Regions from separate parts of the Mus musculus genome. Here region 1 is linked to region 2. Evidence: chromatin contacts called from public promoter capture Hi-C data. All regions are on one chromosome and are shown on one strand. Each heading gives the region's core, a stretch centred on a gene start, on an enhancer-like site or on the middle of the called end of the contact. The rest is flanking DNA. Distances are from core to core; before and after follow the strand shown. Region 1 holds the start of Mkrn1 (makorin, ring finger protein, 1). Region 2 holds the start of Ttc26 (tetratricopeptide repeat domain 26).

Region 1 (4,183 bases), core at 1,535-4,034, 1.0 Mb before region 2:
AGTCAGCAGGTCGGTTTATTTCTCAGAACAAATCAATACACGAAGATGGTTTTTGTCATCTTTGCATTCCACATCGTTTTCTCACTAAACACAGGTCGGTCAAGAGGATGAAAACCAAGCGCCAGGCAGGCGCCTTCCTAGTCTGCATTCAATGCATGACTCAGATGGCTTCTTCCTCATACTCATTGACACATTCTATCTTTCTCCACGTATACAATGTGCAGTTATTAGAGCTGTAACCATAAGAAGGTATAGATTGGGAGTTGTGGAGAGATGGCTCAAGTATAAGCATGCAGCTGTCCTACCCGTTAGCATCAATGTGGGTTCCTCATGGCCTTTTCCCAGCAAAGCAGCAGGGCATGGACGAGGGAGATCTGTGTTCAGGCAGGGAAAAAAACGTCAGCTGTGGCACCAGGAGCACAAGCTGAACCACCTCTGCTGGGACTGAATTGAGTGGATGTGGCGATGCTACACAAAAGAGTCCCCAGAGTCTAAAAGCTGGCTGGTTCCAGTACTGGAGGTGAGTTTTCTGTCCATCACTTCTCTGTTTATGTTGAACATTTGGGGCAAGTACACTGATTCACGTATTCAGCAACACATCTTAGGCCAAAAGTACAGGAATGCTCTGTTCAAATGTATTATTACTAGGAACTTAAGTATTGCCTGTGAGATATCAGGTTTTTTTCTATGTCTAATAAACTTTTGAATTGATTTAAAAAAAAATGAAGGGGGTGCCTGTATTCCAAGTTGATTGTGGATTGCTTATGCCCTGGTCATTGATACAGCAGGGATAGGAAGCGAAAGCCTTTTCCTGTGTTTGGAAGGTCAACTCCTGTCCTTGTGAAACCTTGGTGCTTTCGAAGAACACATCTTCTCCAGCCCAGCCTCTTGGCCTCCTGCCTGCTGACCCCAGGCTCACAGAATACTCTCTGCCAGTGCTGTTCTATAGCCTCAAAGGCTCCTGGAAGGGAGGTGGGAGCAGGGCTCTGCATTCAGGGGTTTTATTCTGGCCTAGTTTTGCAAGTCTCCACGAGCCCCAGTTGCATCCTCCGGTGGAACAGTTTTTCCTGCCTTCCTTGGCTGCTGCAGTAGAGAGGCCTCTAGAAGCCTGTGCGGCAGGCAGAAAGCTGCTTTATGTCTCCTCTTTGCCTCCCAGGTGTCTGTGGACACTAGAGTACCAGGGAGTGGACAGTAAGACCACAACACAACTTGAAACTGGATACACTGCCCACTCAGAACATATCTTTTCCTTTGCTTGGTAATTGGCTCAGATGTGGGAGACTCCAGCATATGAAGTCTTGACACCAACACTTTAGAGGGCTAAGACCTGTCCCTGTGAATGACTATAGTGACAAGAACTTTTCCATTGAATTTGTTGCTAACATTTGTGCTACCTCCCCAACAGCTGTGCAACAAATCTTAAAGATTAAAAGTAAAATAAAATAAAGGGGGACAGTGGTGAAGTCTTTAAACCCCAGGATTCAATATTTGGGAGGCAGATCTCTGTTCATTGAAGTCCAGCCAGGTTTACTTTATTGAGGAGGGAGAGAGAACTTTGGATCTAAAATGTTCCTCAGAAGTTCATGTGATGTGTCTTGGACTCCAGTGATTTATGCTTAGACACAGTTTTGGAGAAATGATTGGCACTGCCCTCATCAGTGGATTCATATAACCTGATGGTGGAAACTCTAGGGGAATGGGCATAGTTAGCTGGGAGCCAGTACTTGGGAGCATGTCCTTGAAGGCTGTCTGCTTACTGACAGATTCTTGCAGTGTAGCCCAGGCTGGCCTCAAGCCTGTGACCCTTTTTGATAGGTTATTTCTCTGATGTTGGTGAAATGAGCCAATTCACACTAGATTCGAGTCTATTAAAGGCAGGTTTATTGGGAAGCTCTCTCAGGCAGGCTAGTTCACTGGCCTCAGGAGTCGCCACGGGGGTAAGGATGGGATAAGGAAGGGAGAGAGAAAAAAAGAAAGGGCATGCAGGCAGAGAGGAGACAGAGAAAATGTCTAGAAATATAGGGAGGAGCCTCTGGGGTGAAGGGCAGCCTAGCTCCTGGGCTGGAAAGTTCAAGGTTGGGGGCAGGGAATGCCAGATAGGGACTAAAAGGACGCTAGGGAAGTCCGGAGGTCAAGTCTGCTTTGATATGTAAAATATGCACCTCAGTTCCTGGTCAGGTATAAAACCAAACACTTTTTTCCTTTAGCTTCCCAAGAGCTGGTATTACAAACAGGCTACCACACATAATTCATTTACAACATTACTGTTATTACTTTGACAGGATCTATTTAGCTTGGGCTGGTCTCGAACTTGCAGCCATTGTGATACTCAAGTCTTCACATTGGTGGGATTCCAAGATGTCTGCCGCCAGGCCCACCTGGGCACTTCCATCAGCAGGGATTCTGACAGTTCCTGTGAGAGAAAGAAACAGATCCCAACACAATAGGTTGGGATCTCACTCTAGATAAAGAGCAGACACAGCCCCAGGCCTTCCCCCACCTTGTACGTGCGCCACCAGCCATAGGCAGAAGTTGGTCCTTGCATGTGGTCCTTTGATGGCTAGGATGGCTAGGACCAGGACCATCCTAGCACACCTGGCTAAGCGTGTGATCACGCCCCTTTAGGGCGGAGCCTAAGCCATCACCAATCAGCGTCGCCGGAGGAGGGCCGCGGGTGCCCTGCGGAGCCCGCAGTTCCTGAGACCTGAGCGCTCGGAGACGCGGTGACACGGCGCGGGACTGGCGCAGAGCTCTCGGGCTCCTCAGCCTCCCTCCCCTCCCCTCCCTTCGCTGTCTTCTCCTTCTCAGCCGGACCGGAACTATGTGATCCCGGAAGTTCCGGGGCCATTGCTGTGTGGGATAAACAGTAATGGCGGAGGCTGCGGCTCCCGGAACAACAGCCACAACATCAGGAGCAGGAGCGGCAGCGGCGGCGGTGGCAGCGGCCTCCCTCACCTCTATCCCCACAGTCGCTGCCCCGTCCCCGGGGGCGGGAGGAGGGGGCGGCGGCAGCGACGGCAGCGGCGGCGGCTGGACGAAACAGGTCACCTGCAGGTAGGACGTTGCGTGGCGCGGCGGAGGGCGGGGGCTGCGGGGCCGAGCAAGAGGCGGAGGCGGGCGTCGCGGGGTCCCCGCTGCGGCTGTCCGTACAGCATCGCTGCGTCAGCCTCCGCAGAGGTTGGCCGCGGCATCGCTGCGGGTTTCAGACTGCGGGCTCGGACTGCAGGGCGGTCCCGTCACCTCGCCTCGCTCAGCGGCGCCCCGGTGCGTGCGGAGAGGACCGGTGTCCCCGCCCTGGCCTCCATCGCTACAGGTTCGGGGATGCGGCGCGAGCTCGCCGATGCGAATCGGGCTCTAACGACCCTCGGTGCGCCCTGAGACCCTCCAAGGGTCCCGGCGAGCTCGGCCGGCCCCGGGGCTCCGAGCCGGGCTATCCGTTTGTAACGTCTTTTCTGCTCTCTGCGCCGCTCACCCCCGCCCCGCCGGGAGCAGCCGCTTTTGTATGCCTTTGTATGTAAGTCGGTGGTCGGCGGTTCCGAGCTTTGTCTCCGAACCGAGCGTTCGGAGCCGGCGTTAGGCTCTTCCACCCTTGGTTTTATGAACTGCCATTATTATTACTGTCCCTTTGAGAGGCGTTCTTCTTTGCGAGAAAGGAGATCCGACCAGAGAGGTTTGGTTCTTGTTTGGTAAGCGAGACGAAATTATTGGGAAAATGTATGATCAGGTGACAGTTATACAGTACGTATGTTAAAAAATAATTCCCCAGCTATAAACGTTGGAGGAAGGATTGTTTGTATTAACGATGGGAGGGGGCTTATTGAGACAGTCCTACTGTGTGGCCCCGGTTGACCTATATAGTCTGACTGCCCTAGAATTTTCGGCAATCCTCTTGTTTTTGCCTCTCTAGTGCGGGAGTGCAGGGGTGAGATGATACCACGCCCGAGTATATAGATTTTAACTACCAGGAAGGACTATATACGCTTTTCTATCGGCTAAGAAAATTAAAAGGAAATGCCACTTTAAACCCGGCAAGGACAGTTTATTAACCGCAAATGCTAAAGGCAATTCCTAATGAACAACTCGGTGTTGATATTAACTCCCAAACTGAAGAATCTTCCAGTCTTTCCTGTAACACATTTAATAACGTCAGATTAAAGCTTTCCCCTCAGTCTGTTCTTTTTTT
Region 2 (4,376 bases), core at 1,403-3,902:
CAACCAGGAATTATAGGCCAAATAAACCCTCAACGCCCCTAAGCTGTTTGTTTGTTTGTTTGTACTGTTTTGGTTTGCTTTATTTTCATCTTTAATCAGCCCGGTACTTTTATTTTTAATTCTTGCTGCTCTTCAAGAGGACCCGAGTTCAGTTCCTAGAACCCTCATAAGGCAGCTCACAGCTTTATGTGACTCTAGGTCTAGGGCATCCAGTTCTTCTGGCCTCTGTGGGCACCTGCATTTGGGTGCACATACCCACATGCAGATACAAACTAGACATAAGTTTTTAATGTTTTAGTTTGAAAATGCAAGAGGAAATAAATGGAGGTGGGAATGTTTGGAGAGGTATGCAGCAGGGAGTCAGAAGAGAGGCTAGAGGAGGAGGGGAGGGGAGGGGCAATTAAAACTGTCAATGAAATGCTTTAGAGAAGTCTGCTAGTTTGTAAGCTAATTTTAAAAAGTGATGAGACAGCCAGGTAGTGGTGGTGCACGCCTTTAATCCCAGCACTTAGGAGATAGAGGCAGGCAGATCTCTGAATGTGAGGCCAGCCTGGTCTACAGAATGAGTTCCAGGCCAGGCAGGGTTACACAGAGAAACTCTGTCTTAAAAACAAACAACAACAAATAGACATGTACATAGTATTCAGTCCTCTGACTTGCACTGCTAGAAGGTCCTTCCAAGGCAACTCACCTACTGCCAAAGATGACAGCTGACACACGAGAGCCAAACAAGTGGACTCAATATCAAAGCACTAGCAAGACACATAGGGTTCTTCTTACATGTATGTTTCACTGAGAAACATGCATAAAGCTAATCAAACAAGTATTATGGACGGTTTCAGAGTTACATGACCATAGATTCACATTAATGTGGCCGGTGGAAAAATGTGATACAATAGATTACAGCACAGGATAACTGGACCTGGCTGTCAGAACTCTTTGTCCCTTGGTGCACCCTGCACTCTTCTGTACCGAGTGCTTTCCACAAGCAGTTTCTCAAAGTTCAGCCTCCCAGGACAACTTTAGGTCAGAAGGATTTCTCAGACTACTTACCCAAAATGCAGCTTCCTATGCATCACTGCAGAGCTAGTGAATTCAAATTGGTAAAGCAATCGCCTAGAAACAGAAACAGCTAACTATCCTTGGTATTTCCAATGCATATTAAAAAGTGAGATTTGGGCTGGAGAGATGGCTCAGCAGTTAAGAGCACTGACTGCTCTTCCGAAGGTCCTGAGTTCAAATCCCAGCAACCACATGGTGGCTCACAACCATCTGTAACAAGATCTGGTGCCCTCTTCTGGAGTGTCTGAAGACAGCTACAGTGTACTTTCATTAAATAAATAAATAAATAAATAAATCTTTAAAAAAGTGAGATTTGCACCTAGCATTGGTTTAAAAAAATGACCCTGACATACAGAGTTGAAATGTTTTATGGGTTTACAATAGTTTTAAATTGTAAATAGTAAAAATCACTTATTTTTTTTAACCAAAATGTAAATAGGAAGAAGTTACAAATCACTCAGGATTTATGGTAAATAATGTGTGAATTGACACTGTTAAATGTAATACTGTATTCACCATTTGTGGAACTAAAAATTAATAATTTTATGTGTACAAGTGTTTTGTCTTCATGTATGTCTACATACCATATGTTTTGTTGAAGGAAGCCAGAAGGCCTTGAATCTCCTAACATTTAGTTACTAATGGCTGTGAGCAGGCACGTGAGTACTGGGAATTAAGGTCCTCTGGAAAAGCAGCCGATACTTTTAAATGTCGAGCCATCTCTCCAGTCCAAAATGTTTTGTATTTCATCAGGTTTATAGTTAACTTGGAATCTGGAATATGCATCTGGCTATGTTTGTTTGGATTACCCATAATGTACCCACCCGTCCCAATAGCATAGTAACCAGCATTCAACCCACCATCCACCAGACTGAGAAGTAAACCTTCTTTGGACATTACCTCCAATAGGGTAATGGCGCCAGTGAAATCTCTCTGCGAAAGTAGATCCTCTAGTTTTGGAATCTTCCTCCCTTTCTTCTTTCTTTTGTCAGTGTGCGGTGACTCCCCGCCCACAGCGGGTTTGGCCCTTGAAAGCATCTGTAAAACAAATAGCAAAGACTGTTCTATCAAAAGTCATTTTTAAACTGAGGGTAACAGCTCTCAGTCAGATCTACCCTTACCATCAGACCCTAGGAAGTCTATTCAGATTCTTTTTTTATTGTGCATTTTAGTAAAAGGACCATTACCTACTACTGAAGGGGAACCGAATAGCTACTTCCAACAACTTTATCCATAAGAGACAAACAAACACTCACGCAGCTTCTACTACCTAGGTCTTCCAAGATTCTTTTTTCCAGTTCACAGTCTAGTATCGGGAAATGAAGAAGCAGGAGGGAAGAGAGCATCGAGGTACATAGATTTCTTCGCATCCCTCCCTATTCCCGGTGGAAACACTGGAGGGATAAAGGGATCGCCCTCTAGAGACGCACCTAGATTCTATCCAACAGTGCGTTGAGAACTCTAAACCCAGGTACAAACCTATTCAAAATCCCCCACCCTTACTATTCAGAGCCACTAACCATCTTGGCGTCGGTCCTGTGAGCCCCCGCTGCAGATAGTCTGCAAAGGCTGTGCTTCGGCGAGTTGCCACATCCACACAGCGAGCTCCGTTTCCACGGCAACGCCGCCGGGAGGCTGGTCCTTCTGAGAAAGGGCTCGTCCCAAAACCAATGTCCTAAGCTTCTTGGTTCCGTGTGTTTCCGCAGCTGGAAGAGTAGGTGCTTCTCTCAAGGGAGTTAATCCTTGTTGTTTGTGCTGAGGATGAAAATGGGGCTGTGTCTCTACTTAGGAAAGCAGTTTAAGAAAAGGCGATTTAGAAGTACTATTACAACTAGGAAGTATATTTCAAAAGCAAGTTTCTTGGGAAGGTAATTTTCAAGGACCACTTCCGTTTTGCCTGGGGTGAGGACGACAACAGCTCCGCTTGTCTCGTACATTGTCTCTGTTTTCTGCTCGTTTCTGCTGGTACCTGCTGAAGCAAAGGATAGTTTGGAGGCAGAAGTGATACCAAAATATTTCCTCGAGACAATGTTAATCCCAAAGATGGGAGGAGAAAGACCACCACCCCAAATCATCATGACCAAATTAATTAAAGCAAGCTTTTTTATTCGTGTACACGGACTGCTTCTCTCTAAGGCCAGTTTGGAGAGATCAGCATTGGATGTGAGGAAGACAAGGTTTTTATAGATCATGGGGGTTGCGGGGGTGAAATGGGGAAAATAGGAGGGAGAGGTGTTATAAGAGCAGAATATAACAATAACAAGTTAGTCCTAACTACCTCCTGAAACAGTCATGGTTGCAAGGTGGGCATAACAACAGATAGCCATAACAAGGTAGTTATAAAACCTTTTGAAACAAAGGTAGAGTTGCAAGATGGTTCTAAACAACTTTTAGAAACAATGTCATGATTTGGCATTCTTGGAACGGTCAGTACAGAACCATTTGTAGTTAAGGCTATAGGCGAGGCATAGCTCAATCTGAGAAACAAAAATTTAATCATAAGCAGGAATGAACCTAGTTTGTTTTTACTATAAGGTGACTTCTGTTTGTTTTGTTTTTGCTTTGCTTTGCTTTTTGTTTTATTTTTCAAGATAGGATTTCCCTGTGTAACAGCTCTGGCTATCCTGGAACTCTCTTTGTAGATCAGGCTGGCTGGAACCCACAGAGATCTGCCTGACTCTGCCTCCCAAGTGCTCATGTTAAAGGCATGTGCCACCACACCCAGCTATAAATGGGCTTTTAAAGTCTAGGATGGAAGCAGGCTGGTTCTTCAACACACCTATACACAATTAGAAACTATAAAAATGTGTGTACAATTAAAGCAAGAATGGAGTATTTACTCCAGAGCAGCGTTAATTTAGTTGCAATATATACATATATATATACACATACATATATATATATACACACATACACACACACACATATATATATATATATTTTTTTTTTTTTGCTTTGTTTTTCGAGACAGGGTTTCTCTGTATAGCCCTGGCTATCTTGGAACTCACTTTGTAGACCAGGCTGGCCTCGAACTCAGAAATCTGTCTGCCTCTGCCTCCCGAGTGCTGGGATTAAAGGCGTGCGCCACCATGCCCGGCTGCAAAAAATATTTTCAAATGATGGAATTGTGGAATGTTGGAGCTAGAAGAGACCTTAGAGGGCATGCATGCAGTCAAACTTTCAGAGCAGATCCACTAAAGGCCTAAAATCTTAACAACTTGTACTTATATATACTATAAATGTATGAAAAGCGTTGCATAGACTTCTCCAGCCTTTGCATCTCTTCTCACATTTGCAATCTGTTGGTGAGTGAA

The links. Promoter capture Hi-C pulls out the DNA fragments that hold promoters and counts their contacts.
Region 1: a promoter capture Hi-C map of pre-B cells shows a contact between it and region 2, with 3 times the contacts expected there. The contact joins the promoter of Mkrn1 here to the promoter of Ttc26 in region 2. A contact is called at or near these places in 2 of 39 promoter capture datasets (cranial neural crest and pre-B cells).

Annotation. Positions count from the first base shown.
Region 1 is chr6:39,418,970-39,423,152 of GRCm38.p6, reverse strand. Mkrn1 (makorin, ring finger protein, 1) reads left to right here and starts at 2,784. Exons shown (of 8, transcript NM_018810.2): 1 at 2,784-3,054. The coding sequence starts at 2,870. Gm10244 (predicted gene 10244) reads right to left here and starts at 2,775. Exons shown (of 2, transcript NR_152168.1): 1 at 2,501-2,775; 2 at 1,859-2,413. Gm25402 (a small nucleolar RNA gene) reads left to right here and starts at 734; the gene lies at 734-864.
Region 2 is chr6:38,379,800-38,384,175 of GRCm38.p6, reverse strand. It overlaps Ttc26 (tetratricopeptide repeat domain 26), which reads right to left and starts at 2,652. Exons shown (of 18, transcript NM_153600.2): 1 at 2,583-2,652; 2 at 1,963-2,100. The coding sequence starts at 2,585.